Linked DNA regions of Athene noctua: region 1 is linked to region 2. A link is a contact called in public Hi-C data. All regions are on one chromosome and are shown on one strand. The core of a region is the stretch at or near the end of the contact, and the rest is flanking DNA. Distances in the headings are between cores, read along the strand shown. Region 1 holds the start of EFHC1 (EF-hand domain containing 1). Region 2 holds the start of LOC141967531 (gallinacin-9).

Region 1 (7,393 bases), core at 1,023-3,522, 140 kb after region 2:
CAAGATAAGTCTTTTTTTTTTTCAGTACAGCATGTTCCATAACAAACATTAACATAAAAGTACATGAGGTTCCTTATTCTGGAATACCAGAGCATACTGGGGTCCTGTTCTCCTGATGACCAGACAACTTGGATGTATTGTGAGAGAAGAAGTGGCCTCACTCAGAATAGGGAGCCTTATGGAAATGGAGGAGCCTGTTCTTAAGGATATTAAGCTCCCAAAAACTGTCAGGAGCTTAATGCGTAGGAACAATATACAATATTCCCTACAAAAGTCTGGGAGCATTGCTTCTGCGGGAAACAGTCAGGATATCGGTTTCTCAAACTGACATTCGTACCATTGAGCTGAAGTTGAGCAATGGTGTCAAGATTCAATTAGTTCCCCAGGGAGAAGGAAGGTCAGAGCAGTCAGCTGCCCTGAAACAATACTGGAAGGAACTCAGTATCACTTCTCATCCGTGGTACCGCTTCCTCAAGAGGATGTTGGGAGGATTTGGGGTTAGCAGATCCTTAGTGCGTGGGCCATTGGGAATGGGGAAAAGGAGAGGTTGCTTCCTCATTTAGGTGTCAATTCAAGTGAAGAGGATGAGGATGAAACTACTTCTTCCAAGGAACCTGGCAGCAGCTGAGAGGGTCTCACTTCCTTGGGATGGGCCTGGAGGCTGTGGTGGTATCAGTTCTGTGGAGAGATACCACTTCTCTGAAGATTATCAGGTTCTCACACTCCAGACTGTTAGTTCCCTGTGGACTATCAAGGATTCTTTTCTCCAGGCAATACTGGGTGAGCATTTGTGGAAGTATCAGAGCTTTGAAGAAGGGGGTACCAGGAGGGTGTTGATTGCCTGGGAGACTGGTGACTTTGGGGTGTATCTGTCCCTCTGAGGGTGGTGGGTGGGTCCAGGACATAACTGTACTGGGATGGTGTGGGGGATTAATTCCTGGTGGAGGACTGCTTGAGGTTTGGACAGTGTTGGTTCTCCTGAGTATAGCAAATCAGTTGAGGGGCTGTAAGGTGAGTTTATGGGTCCTGGTTCAGAGCATTATGAGAATGAGCAGTAGGTTCAGAACACATCCCTTTGGGAAAACTGAGATAGTTCAGAGAAATAGTAGTTTTTCCTGGGGGAATCAGGTTTCAAGGCTGTAAAGTGAGTTTGGGGATAATCCTTCCCTTGGGGTATCACATGAACTGGCAGGGGAACTATCGGATGGATTCAGGGGTGCTGGATGCCCATGGGGTGAGTTTGCAGATAGTAGTTCTGCAGTTATAAAGTTTTTGGGGTCTCAAATGAGGCTGGGAGAACCTACCTCTCCAAAGGTATCAGGACAATTTTGGGGTTATCAGATGGGTGCAAGATGCAATGGGTTCCCTGGGGACAAGCTTAAGAGTACCAAGTTCCCTGGAGGGTGGGCTCAGGGATAGCTGGTGCCCTGGTAACAGGCTTTCAGTGACATTGGGAGAATTTAGGGAGAACCATGTCAGCTGTGGGTGGGGTCAAGGGATACCAGGTGGGTTCAGAGAGCTCAAGTCTCCCAGAAGCGAGTTCAGCAGATATTTGTTGGCTTTGGGAAATACCAAGTCCCCTGGGGGAGAGGTCAGTGGGTGCTAGGTCTGCTGGGGAGCATCAGATGAATTTACAGGGCACCAGGTCCCTTGGGGATCATTTCATAGGGTACCAGGTCCCCTGAAGGGTGTCTGGTGAGTTTGAGGGGTACCAGGTTCCCAGGACATGGGTTCACAAGACACCAAGTCCCCTCAGGGATATTAGGTGAATTCGGGAGGTACCAGGCTTCACGAAGGAATGAGGGAGTGGTCTGAGGGAACAAGTGGTTCCCTTGGGGTGGTTTAGGGTGTAATATGTCCCTGTGAGGGAATATTAGGTGAGTTTAGGAGCAACAGGTCTCCTGAGGAGTTAGAGGAGGATCTGAGGGAGCACCAGGTTCCCAGGGGGTGTCTTCAGTGGCTACCAGGTCCCCCGGCAGAGCCAGACAGGGTACAAGTCACTGACGAGTCCCTGGAGCAGGGGTGGGGGTAGAGGCCTGGACCTCAGGGAGGCTTCTCTGGGCCCCGCCAGGCCGGGACAGACCGGGCTTGGGGGTGGCCCGGGGGAAGGGGGGCGGGGGATCCCCGGGAGGCAGGGTTCACCGGACGGCGGCGCTCACCATGGCGTCCCTGAAGGCGCAGCCCGGGAGGAAGGGCAGGCCCGGCTCCCGCCCCAGGCTCATGGCGGCGCAGCCGCTCCCTCCCCCGGCTCCGGTGACGCTGTCTCCATGGCAACCGCCGGCCCGCCCAGTGCGCAGGCTCGCCGGGAGGGGGACGCGCATGCGCACTGAGGCGGGCGGGCTCCCGCGCCTGCGCAGTGAGCGACGGGGAGGCGTTGCCGTGGCAACGGGAGGGCGGGAACGCGGCCGCGGGAGCCGGCCCGAGCCGCGGGGCCGGGGCCGGAGGGGCCCCCCCGGCACGCTGGAAAGGGGGTTCAGGGCGGCCTCGGCCCCGTAATGGGGAAAAGAATCAGTTTCGGGAGCTGTGGAAAGCGTTAATCCCGTTTTCTTACGGGTTTGAGTGCGGTTCGGCCTACTCCAACGCAGGCCGCCGCCATGTTCCTCCTCCCCCTCACAGCCAGCCGGGGCCTTTCAGCATCTCGCAGTGTAAACTCAGTATTGGCTCAGTCAGACCCTCACCCTCTTGGCACAGCTGGGCTATGTCCTTGCTATTAAAAAATTTTGGCCTCCAAAACGGATTTCTGACAGCCAGGCTGCTTTTTGGGAGATATCCCAGCCCTGTGCTTTGCTTAGGGGGAAGAAGAGCTGTAGAGGGCCGAAGGTGTATCAGGAGCGCTCAAAACATTTTAACAGGAAAAGTGATTGTGCTGGCTTATTGCATATATTGTATGTATATTAGCTGTGAAATAGTGCATTTTGTAATATGTAGCACTGACACGGTTCCTTTCTTTCAAGCATTTCTCACCTGTTCCTGAAGGAAGCAGCAAAAAGAAGCAGTAGGGGGGACATCTAGGAAAAGGTGGTTGTGCAAGTCACTCCCAAATGTATGAGAGAAGAGAGATTCAAGTTAAGCGCCGGAGAGAAGAGGTTTTTGTGTGCCTTTCCTTTGGTCTCTTTATCAACAGTACACAAGACAGGCCAGGCTGCGATTCAAGGGCAGGCAGCGGGATCTGAGAATTTTGTAAATAGAAGTCAAGCAGAGAGAAATGCAGCCAGACTGTCTGTCTAAGCATGGTGTGGGAGAGAGAAGAAAGCCAGCCAGTGGGAGATAAAAGAATGAGTCTGATGAGCTTAGAAAGGAAAATAATAGATTGAAGGCCAAGCAGGGCTAAAAGGCTGGATCTAAAAGACAGCAAGCTGCTAATGTGACTGCTGACTCAGATGCAGGTGCTGGCACCGAAGTGCTCTCTCTGATTTCTTCTGCTGTGATATCCAAGCACTGATTAGCGGGTTTCCTGAACTTAGCAAGAACCAGGGCCTTCCTCAGCGAAGGAAACTTATCTCTGTGGGCCATGGGTCATCCTCTAGGAGAGTGACAGCAACTTTTTAACAAGGCCGTGTGGCAGAGTGTCCCTGTGCACTGCTTGCCACGGGAAAGGAGTGCTGCTGTCTCACTTTTTGTATGAGTGGGGAAGTAAGGCCAGGGGATTTATCCAGGGTCATGAAGTAGAATCTTAAGCTCTGAATGTGAGCAGGGACAGGATCAGAAGACTGTGGTCCCAGTGCATTCCTCCTGGGTGTTTTAAGGGAGTTGGGAATGAAGAGGGGAAGATTAAGGAAAGTCATAACAGAAGCTGGGACTCTCTTAGGAATAGCGATCATAAACCAGGATAGTGGGGGAAATGGGAAATAAGGAATTAAAGTGGAACTCAGAACATCTGGATTCAGCATCACCTTTGACATCAACTTCTGTACAGGCAAGTCTGACTTGCCCAGGCTAAGACAAGCCTCTTTAGCCTCCTACATTCCTACTGTCTACTTGTAAAAGGGAAAAGGAAGTCGTTATCAAGATTTCCTATCTCTCATTTGTTTAAAGCTTATGTAATGTAGAGGAAAACCTGTGCTATTACGTGTATGTATGCTGCTGTAATACACGCCAATAAAAATGTCTGACCGGTGTATTCCCATGCAAGGAGAGTGGATGGTGTTTAATACACCCCATCTGTAGTCTGAGGGATCGAAGGATCACTAGTGGGTCTCTTAACACTCAGAAGGCTTGTTGGCTGTAGGCTGAAATTTGCCACCTGAGTATCCACACATTTGTGAAATATTCAGGAATTGAGATCAGACCGCTCTCCAACAGCACTTTCTACGCTGCTTGGTCATCGCATCCAGCGTTTGTTCTGCTGACTAACAGACACCCTGATGAAGCAATACCAGCTTGGATTTTTTCCTTTCTTCCACCCCATCTATTGGCTCTCAAGGGCCAAATATTTGATACAGGTATGCTAGAAAGGATACTGATAAGGAGCAAGTTTAGTGCTTATCACTTCATAGCTAGAGGAACTGTTTTGGATTGAGAGTAGGTTTTACCTTCAGCCAGAACAAACCAAAGAACTATAGGATGAAGGATAAGCCATCACTAGGAACAGCTGCAGAATTTAAGACACAGCAGGTAGCTTAATGCCTTAAACTTCGGGCATGTTCAGTTCTTTTTTTTTTTTTTTTTTTTTTTTTTTCCAGGGCTGTTAAGGCTCCACTTTTCTCTCTGAAGTCAACAGGAGCAGCAGACAGCACTGGGAAGTGTTCTTCCCCTGACCCTGTCCCTGACACTGTCTTCAACAGCTGCTTAACAGAACAAAGAAGGGAACATCTCAGAGCTGTTTGCTAATACTCTGCCTCTTAGCCCATGTTATCAGAGAGCTGCAAGGATAAAGGCCAGATAAAGATTGCCACTGGGTAAAAGAACATCTTCTGAGGCTGCAATATCTGGTGCTTGAAGTAAAAATTTTTACCTTCTCTCACATTCTCTCCTCTGTGGCTGGTGACATGCGAAACGACCGAAACAAAATGCCTCATTCTTCTGACTTGGAAGCTTTTACTTTTTGCATTTAGCTTCCCGTGCTTTGGATAGGCCAGTTCCCTCTTATAACCATCTCCAGCTTTTCACGCATCAAGGATGTGTGTGTAATATCGGATACCGACGGGCATGTAAATATGTTCCCTAAAACAGTATCACCAAGTAGTTTCTTCTCAGCATACCACAAGCCTCTATTTTTGTTCCCGGTTAAAAAAGTTAACAACAGCCCTCAGTTTCTGTTTTGGTATTTTCTCCCATTCCTCTCCAGTTTTTGCTTCATGGAAACTTAAAACTTTGGCATAACTCGTCGGGTGAAATCCCTGTCACTAATGGCGAGGGCGAGACGATCCCTCGCTCAGAAATGCATCTCTCTGCAGAGTTGGCTGCACGCCTGCTTGAACGGAGCATTTTTTCCTAAGCCTGTCTGGGGAGGTAGCGCGGAAGGCTCTGCTTTCGTGGCACCGGGAGCCTCTCTGCTGCCACAGATGAAGACATCTCGCCCTCTGGTGGGTAAAACCACAACAGCACGGAAGCCCTGGTCTGCATGTTGTGTCAAGAAATAATAATTAAAATGATTAGTGTGGTGGTAGTAGAAGGAAAAAGCTGATTTTTTAGAGGATTGACATTCACACCGAGTTTATATGCTGGGGTATGTACGTGATCGCACGTGATCCTCCTGATAAAGAGGGTTTAAACTAGTGATGTTTGGGGGAGAGTTACCAGCAGCCCTGTCATGGAGTGCTGGTCAAGGTCGATGAGCAGAGGGCCTGGAGTGGTGTAACAGAAAGAGATCACAAAATCGACAAAACAGGGCTTAAACGGGGTCACCTCCAGCGTTTGCATGCAAGCAAGGAAGTGCCTAGGAGGCACCAGTACGGAGAAATCCCCCAAAGCCCTTCTGGGAAATCTGTGTGCTGGGGGTGTTTCTCCGAAATGCCTGTAGAGTAACGCAGGCGTGTGGCGAGTTAGAGATCTGTGCGCAGCTGCAGGGCTACCATCCTGCTGGGATCAGGAGGACATGGCGGGATGGCTCCCATGGCTCAAGGGTTGCGACGGAGGGATAGAGGCTCTTTAAGGACAGGTTGAGAAGATGGGGAGTTGGCCTTTGTGTGAGAGAAAGCTGGAATGCATAGAGCTCTGCGTGGATGAGGAGCCAACTGAGAGCTTGTGAGTGAGGATTAAAGAGAAGAACAATATGGGTGATATTGTAGTGGGTGTCTGCTGTAGGCTGCCTAACCAGGAAGAACAAGGGGATGAGGTCTTCTACAAGCAGATGGAGCGGTCTCTTTGTAGGCCCTGGTCCTTATGGGGGACTTCAGCCACCCTGATATCTGCTGGAGGGACAACACAGCAGGGCATAAGCAATCCAGGAGGTTCCTGGAGTGCAGTGCTGATAACTTCCTCCTGTAAGTGATAGAGAAGCCAACAAGGAGAGGTGCTTCTCTGGACATCATACCAACAAGGGCTCAGTGGTGATGTGGAGGTCAAAGGCAGCCTTGGCTGCAGTGAGCAGGAGATGGTAGAGTTCAGGATCCTGAGGGGAGAGAAGAGGGTAAAAAGCAAGCTCAGAACCCTCGACTTCAGGAGAGCAGACTTTGGCCTCTTCAGAGACCTCTACCTGCTTGGTAGAGTCCCATGGGATAAGGCCTAGGGAGGAGTGGGGCCCAAAAAAGCTTCCTGATATTCAAGGATCTCCTCCTCCAAGCTGAAGAGTGGTCCATCCCAATGAGCAAGAAGTTGGGCAAAAATGCCAGCTGGCCTGCGTGATTAAACGAGGAGCTCCTGGCAAAACTCAAACACAAAAGAAACATACAGAGGGTGAAAGCAAGGACAAAGACAGGGAGGAATCCTAGAACCTTGTGCAGGGATAAGGTTAGGAAAGCCAGTTGAATCTGGCCAGGGATGTCAAAGACAACAAGAAGGGCTTCTACAGATAGACAGGTGACAAAATGAAGACTAGGGAAAATGTGGTCCCATTACTCAGCAAGATGTGGGAGCTGGTTACACAGAACAGGGTAAAGGTTGACATACTGAATGTCCACTTCTGTCTTTACTAGCAAGACCTTCAGGAATTCTAGGTCCCTGAGGCCAGGGGAAAAGGCTGGAGCAAGGAAGATGTACCTTGGTGGAAGAGGATCAGGTCAGGGAATATTTAAGCATGGGATGCACCCACGAGTGCTGAAGGAACGAGCTGATGTCACTGCAGGGCTGCTGTCAGTGATCATGGCAACTGGGAGAAGTGCCTGAGGACTGTGGGAAAGCAAATGCCACTGATGTCTTCAAGAAAGGCATGAAGACCCCTGGAACTACAGACAGGTCAGCCTCACCTTGATCCCTGGGATGGTGATGAAGCAGCAAATCGTGGGAACCATTT
Region 2 (6,958 bases), core at 2,988-5,487:
CTCTGGCATTAGATCCAGATAAATTCAGGACAGACTGTGCCTCAGATTACCTTCTTGTCCCAACAAAACACATCTCCAGTGTTGTTACTCCAAACAGAGTGGTCTGTCTCTAGATGCTGGACCTCACATCCATCAAGGTCTTTTGTTTCACCCCAGCAGCCACCCTCACTGCCATATGTGGGTAACTTCAGGCTCATTGGGCCATTTTTGCCCAATTTCTATGGAGCTCCCCGAGTCTCCGTCTCACCTCTGCACTCCCCTTGTCCCCTGAATGGAGCCTGGGTTTGCCCTCATGTCAGACAGCTCACAGCTCTCCTGTGTCGCTTGCTCGGCAGTGATCTGCTTCTCCCACACCAGTGTGCTGGCTTTTCTCTCTCATGCATTGACAACAAAGAATTCTTCCCAGGAAATTCCTCATCCCACGTCTGTTGAGAACTTCCCTACTAGGAAACCTTTGTTTTTTCCCTTGGAGAGCTGGCAGGAAGGAAGCTGCACCTAAACTCCCTGCTAGCGCAGTTCAAGCTGTGGTAGAAGCCAGATCATAGAAAAGAGCTCTCTTGCTTGATGCACACATCCCAAAGCTAATGCAGGACCTCAGAAAATCTTCTCCTTGATCATCTGATGAATGAAACAGTTTTCAAAATGATTGACATAGGTGCTTTCAAAAAATTTACTCATCAGTGACTTCTTGCCCTCACAGCTCTTCTTTCACAGCAGGGAGCCAGATTGGAGACAGTCCCATGGCTGGTCTTGGACAAACACTTCAGTCACTAGGACTAGAGATCCTGCACTGAAATCTAGTTTCATGCATGAGCAGTCTCTATCCAGTGCTCCCTCAAGGGTAACGAACTTTGTGTACCTGCCACCCACAGCCATCTTCACCGCGTCTGCAAACATCTGTGCCTCCCACCATCATTTTTTTTCTTGTACTTAACTTTGGGACCGGGGAACTTAACAACACTGCTTGCTGCCACCTGTTTTTTAACTCCTAGACCATAGGAGATTTCCACTAAATTCATTCTCCCCTTCTGTCCTGGCAGATTGGTTGTCTGTCAGTTGTAATTCAAAGCAGGGACTCTTCTTCAGGTCCAAAGACATTTGCACTCCTTGCCCTGCAGCCCAGAAAACAGAGCACAAGTGGCAATTTCTCAAGCTGAAAAGGCAAACAACAAACTAACAACCCCCCTGAAGAACAGTGAGCCAGAGAGGTGAATTTACTCTTTCTGGATGGTGAATTGCGTTTCTTCACAGGGACAGGTCCCATACAAAATCCCCCACTCAGTCCTTTGAGACCAGGTCAAATATTAACTCTAACAGACACCTTGGGATCAGCAGCTTCCCATCTGTAACAGACCTTCTGCTTTCTCTGCATGCTGGTGACTGTTTGCCAGCATCTTCTCCTGGTGCTCAAGGAGAAGGAAGAAGCGGGACACCTTGCTCGGGCTCCCTTTCCCCAGTGTCAGTCTTCAAGGGGGCAGATTTTGCTCCAGGTGCATTTACCTTTCCATGGAGGGAGCCTGAACCTGGCACAAGTATTGCTTCCACTCTCCAGCTGGAGCTGGGGGAGGGAGGTGAGGAGGATGGAGCCATTCCCTCGTTCCTTCTCTCTCCCCGACGTTGTTTGGTTCCAAAGAGCATTGAACAACGTGTGACAGTGGGGGCTGACCCCAGCAGGGTTTGCTCAGCAGCCTCGCTCCCCAAAACAAACATCCCTGCCCCTCGCGCCACCTGGGACAGGCAGGAGGAGAATTATGCAAGGAGCAGACAAGCACATTTTCCTTCTCCATTAACTCCTGTTATTTTTTCAATCATCTCCCTCTTGATGGTTTTCTTATGGCTCGCCATGTTTTAAGATCATGGCCTGTCCCTTTCTTTCCCTCTTTTTGGCCATGCTCTGTTTTCAGAAAAGAAACTGAGGGTGCGTGTGGATGAGGTGCCTGTCTGAAACATTGAGCGGGTGCACGGAGAGGTTTAGGTTGTGGGGTTGCATCTATGTTCTAGCTCACAGATCAGAAATCAGACAGCTGGTCAATATTCCCTATGGTTTGCTTCAAATAAAATTTCAGCGCGCACACACGGACACAGAGTGTTTTAATATAAAAGATTGGCTCCTCAAAACTTCATTTCCCATGTTCAGGGGGAAAATAGAGGACAGATGAAGGAGGATTCCTTCCTCATCCTTTGCCTGAAGCAAAAGAAGGTGGCAACACAGTACACAACACAACGAGGTGCAAATGATTTCACCTCCTGTACCCTCATCCCCACAGATGAGGTTGGTGAAGACACCAACTATCAAGGCAAGAGGCCATTTAAGAACCTGTGTCTCAACAACGTGTGCAAAAACGCATGGCTTTTCCTTAGACCACCACTGCTCACCCCAGTTCTCGTGGCTCCCTGGAAAAGGACTGAAGCTCCATTTTTACATCACCTTCCCTAAGAACTTCATCACAGCAACCCACCACTGGCAGCCTGGGAGGTGCAAAGAGAGGGAGCTGTGGGCATGACACCCCCAGGCATCTTCTGGGGGTTGTGCCCATCACGTGAGACAGACAGACATGAGGCTTCCCCTCCTGCCCTTGGACCTCAGGGGCCACGGCAATGCTGCCACTTCTATCTGTCCTCCACAACCTGTTGAGCAGGGACAAATGTTCATGAACCATGGAGGGGAATTTGCCCACTTTGCCACCTGCATCCTCTTGCTCCTCCTCAACCTCCTCATCTGCCCTCCACTGTAAAGAAGATTTTTGCTTGTTTCTAAAATCCCAGTCCTGACATAGCAAGCTAATATGTTGCGGGTTTTTTTTTTCCCAAACTGAGGCACCCGTTTCATGCCCTAGACCCAATTTGTAGCAGCCAGTTTACCACAGACCTCTCTGCCCTCTGTGTGCAGACATAGCTCACCTCCTGCTGTTACTCTCCATCGCTTCAGTTTGCTGCTCTCACTGAAGCAGTAAAAAATTAAGCACTCTCATGACTTGATTTCATTAATGATTCTTGGCTTATACTGATTCTCTGAAAAAAAAAAATCACCTGCACTTGTGTTTGCCAAGACACATATGTCTCAGGAGTGGCACTTCTTGGAGACAAGCACAAGTACTAACTGCTGTACAAAGCTCTGGTGACACTTCCTCTGGTCCATCTTATATATGGCAAGTCCTACACATGCATTAAAAAAAAAAAAATCAGTTTTGTTTTTTTTTTTCACATACAGAGAAAGGTTACCTGGAGATAAGAGGTGTGGAAACACCACATGAAAGTAGGCTTGTTATGTGGAATGTATAAAATCAGAGAGAGAGATGTGAGTCTTTTCATCAGGAAGGTGACTAGCTGCAAGGGAAAATGTTAAACCCACATCATTTTGGGCAAAGAATGAGTAGGTTTAGACTCTCCACAAAGGCTAGACTTTGGAAGAAGGTTCAAAACAGCAGAGTAGGGTATGGGAGTGCAGTGCCTGTAACAGCAGCAAGTAACATGACCTCACTGTTTTCAGGACAGAGCTTAGGTGACTGCTGAAAAGGAACTGGGATGCTAAGTCCTGTGACAGCGTGGCACCACGCACAGTGGTGTCCCTTTCACTCCTTGCTGTCTAATGGCTGCTTCTTCAAGGTTTGGAACAAATCCATGCCTAAAGTCACAAATATAAGATGCAGAGAGTAACCGTGGAGAACAATTGGGAGACTGGAGCTATTATAATATCCGCTGATTTCATAGCCAGGAGGGGTAATATCTGCAACCCTTTCACTCCTGCCCTGCCTTCTTCAGTTGCAGCCCTGCAACTCTGATCCAAGCAAGGTCTGAAACTCTGATCCTTTGCTGCATTCAAGGAGGAGGGTCTGTTGCCTCCTTGTTTCGTGCAACCTTGCAGGCTTTTGCTATGCTCACCATGCCTGGGGGGAGGATAGACTGTCACAAGACCATGGCCAAGAGCCATGAAGCATCAGCAGATCCTCATCATTTACAGTACTGCAGATCACAGGAACCCACCTCCCTCCTCCTCCAATCCTGTGTCCTCCCCGGGTGCAGCCCACCAGCTGGCACAGGGCATGCAAGCACAGTGTGATTTGGTCACCGCTCAGGTCAGGCATCTTCAAATGGGTTACGTTGCAACATCCTCACACATCACCACTCTCTATAGTAACAGGGCAATGAACTCACCACTTCTCCGCCCCCCTGGTTCTCTCTCTCCCAGAGCCTTTATAAGCAGAGGGACGAACCATCTTCTGCCTTGATCATCAGCTTCTGTCTGTCTTCAAGTATCTTCACACCTGCAAAGGCTATCTTACTACCAGCTGGCAGTCATGAGAATCCTTTTCTTTCTCGTTGCTGTTCTCTTCTTCCTCTTCCAGGCTGCTCCAGGTAAGATTGAAAACAGAGGAGGTGAAGGGTGCATGTGCAGAGAAGTCTGTTAGAGACCGGTGCTGAGGTTCAGATTCCCTCTGTGCTCTTGGACTCCATGACTTCCATATTAGAAGCCCCCTTCCTTAGTCATAGTCTTAATCTTAAAGCTATTGAGTTGAGGTCCTTGATAGGCTTCCTGATGCTTCTCTTTCTAGCATCTTGTGTTCCAGTCACATGGTGACGTGATGGGAAAAAAAATGCTCCTGTGTATTCCTGAGGTAATTCTTAGGCTCATAATTAAGATGCAACTCTGCAATGGGAGAGCTTTCTCTTGTCACGTTTGCACCTACACCTCCTGACTGGGTATTCTAGAGGAAAACACCTATGTTTTTGGAAAAAAAAAAAAAGGAGTTGTGACTGGGTTTTTTGCCTGAAGTGTCTATTGTCCATGTGCATTAAGTGAGTTTAGAGCACATGCATCATTCCAGGGTGTTTGGGGGACTTCAGAGAAGTTTAAGCTGTCTCCATCCTTGCTTTGCTTTGCAGTAGACTCAAATTTGTACCTATTTTGCTAAACCAGCAAACGTCTACTCAAAGAAGAAATGTAGAACCTCTTAGTCAAAATCAGGGACTTGTGAGGAGCTTTAGATAAAGCCTGTACTACAGGCTTCTGGATTGTTTTCTTGGACATTTCCTATTTTATGAGTCGTGAAAAGTATTCTCTATTTCAAAACAAACTGTGAGTCTCTGTGAAAAGACAAGTTACCTTATATCTTTCCATAAAGACTTACATACAGAGAAGACCCATAATATTACAGGGCTTTTTAATTTAGGAGACAAGGGAAAAAAAGGTCTAATGATGTCTTTAAAATCAGCTGAGTGAAATTAGCAACGTACAATCCTGGAATAATATGTGATTAAGGGAAAAGACTTGAGAACCACTAGGAGAAATTTGTTGAAATGTGGTAGATCTAATATAGAATAAAGCTTGCACACCTTTCAAGTTAAGGAGAGAGTCCAGTTTGATGACAGGTGTGGATTGAGACAGGCACAGAAAGTACTGGGTGAGATGATTGCGTTTGTGCTTAGCAAGAAGTTGGGGCAGCTGATGAGGGCTCTTCTGCCTTTTAAGTGCACAGATGTACAGGTGATATAAGAGATCCACTTAAATCATACAAAAATAACACAATTTGAATCGGAAGCTGAGCATCTCAGTGGAAATAAATAATGTTTAGCTTGGAAATACTCTGAACCTGAACTTGGGGCCAGACTTTTACCTGGGATAAGCCCAGGCGGATCCCGTGATGATGATGAGGGAGCTGCAGTCTTTGCCACCACCCGAACATTTGGCCCTTCAGTTCTGAGCATACTGGCACGCTAAAATCATCATAGCATCTAGCTAAACAATATACAGTACTAGTGACAGCAGTCACTGACTTTATTTTATGGTGTATATTTAAGTGTACAAAACATTTTAATTGGGAAAATGCTAGTCCCATTGGTTTGGCTGTGATGAAGGTTTATCTTTTCTGAAGTTTTATGCCATCTATATTAGCCATACCGTATTTTACACGGTAACACAGTGCGCAGGTTTCCCGTGAGCACACTGCTCACACTCACAACGCTCAGTGCTTCCTGTGAAGAAGCTATTTAAAGTACGAGATAAAGATTATGAGTCGTAAATACGCTTTACATTTGCTGAAACTTGAATGGAAAATTTGAAGAAAATCAGAACATTTTTATTTGAATATCATCACTTTTTTTTTTTTTTCTGAGAGTAATGTGAGATTAATATTAAAAATGCATTTTTTCTGTGTTTCCTATGGCTTTTTCATATAACACAGTATTTCTGTGTGTCACTGGAATGACAAGCACATGTCTCCAGGAGAGATGCTAGGGAAGCAGACTGTTATCTTCGGGTCACTATGAATCAGGTAGACTGTTTCTCCAGGCTGTAATGGAGAGATGCTAGCATTACAGCTTGCTCTTCTGGTTAGTTTGTATTTCATAGGGATGTAAAGGCCTTAAGAAGATGTGATCAGGTTACCCCAGTCACCAATCAGGTGGCAGGAAACCAAAAACCATGCCAGATAAATCTAATGCCACAACTCTCCAGTGCTCTGCCTTGACAAATAAACACGAATTTTCCCTTGGGTTTTTTCGCAGCTTACAGCCAGGAAGCTGCTGACACCTTAGCATGCCGTCAAAACCGGGGGTCCTGCTCATTTGTTCCATGCTCGGCTCCTCTGGTTGACATTGGGACCTGCCGTGGTGGGAAGCTGAAATGCTGCAAATGGTAAGATGAATTCCTCCAGAGAAACGCCACTTCACCAAGAGGAAATAGACTTACTGGGCTTTTCCCCTTTTGGCATACAACAGGCCACCTTCTCCAGCTGTCTACATCCTCCAAAAAACCCCTCTAATTGCTGGGGTTTGTGGCTGGTAACAAAAAAGGCAGAGCCTTGTGGTGTCAAAACCACCAGTCTGCTTTCTCTGAAAAACCACAGGGAGAAGTTGATGATGAGCAGAGAGGAACCTGGAGTTTGCACATCTAATATCGTTAATGAATTATCATATAGCACTAATAACTTCTCCCAGCGTGAGTCTGCTACCAGGGCAG

What was found. A called contact is a pair of places that touch in the nucleus more often than the background predicts.
Region 1: a Hi-C map of heart shows a contact between it and region 2, with 5 times the contacts expected there. The contact joins the promoter of EFHC1 here to the promoter of LOC141967531 in region 2.

Annotation. Positions count from the first base shown.
Region 1 is chr1:5,435,793-5,443,185 of bAthNoc1.hap1.1, forward strand. It overlaps EFHC1 (EF-hand domain containing 1), which reads right to left and starts at 2,273. Exons shown (of 10, transcript XM_074921505.1): 1 at 2,160-2,273. The coding sequence starts at 2,222.
Region 2 is chr1:5,296,687-5,303,644 of bAthNoc1.hap1.1, forward strand. LOC141967531 (gallinacin-9) reads left to right here and starts at 4,238. Exons shown (of 3, transcript XM_074921416.1): 1 at 4,238-4,356; 2 at 6,505-6,634. The coding sequence starts at 4,299.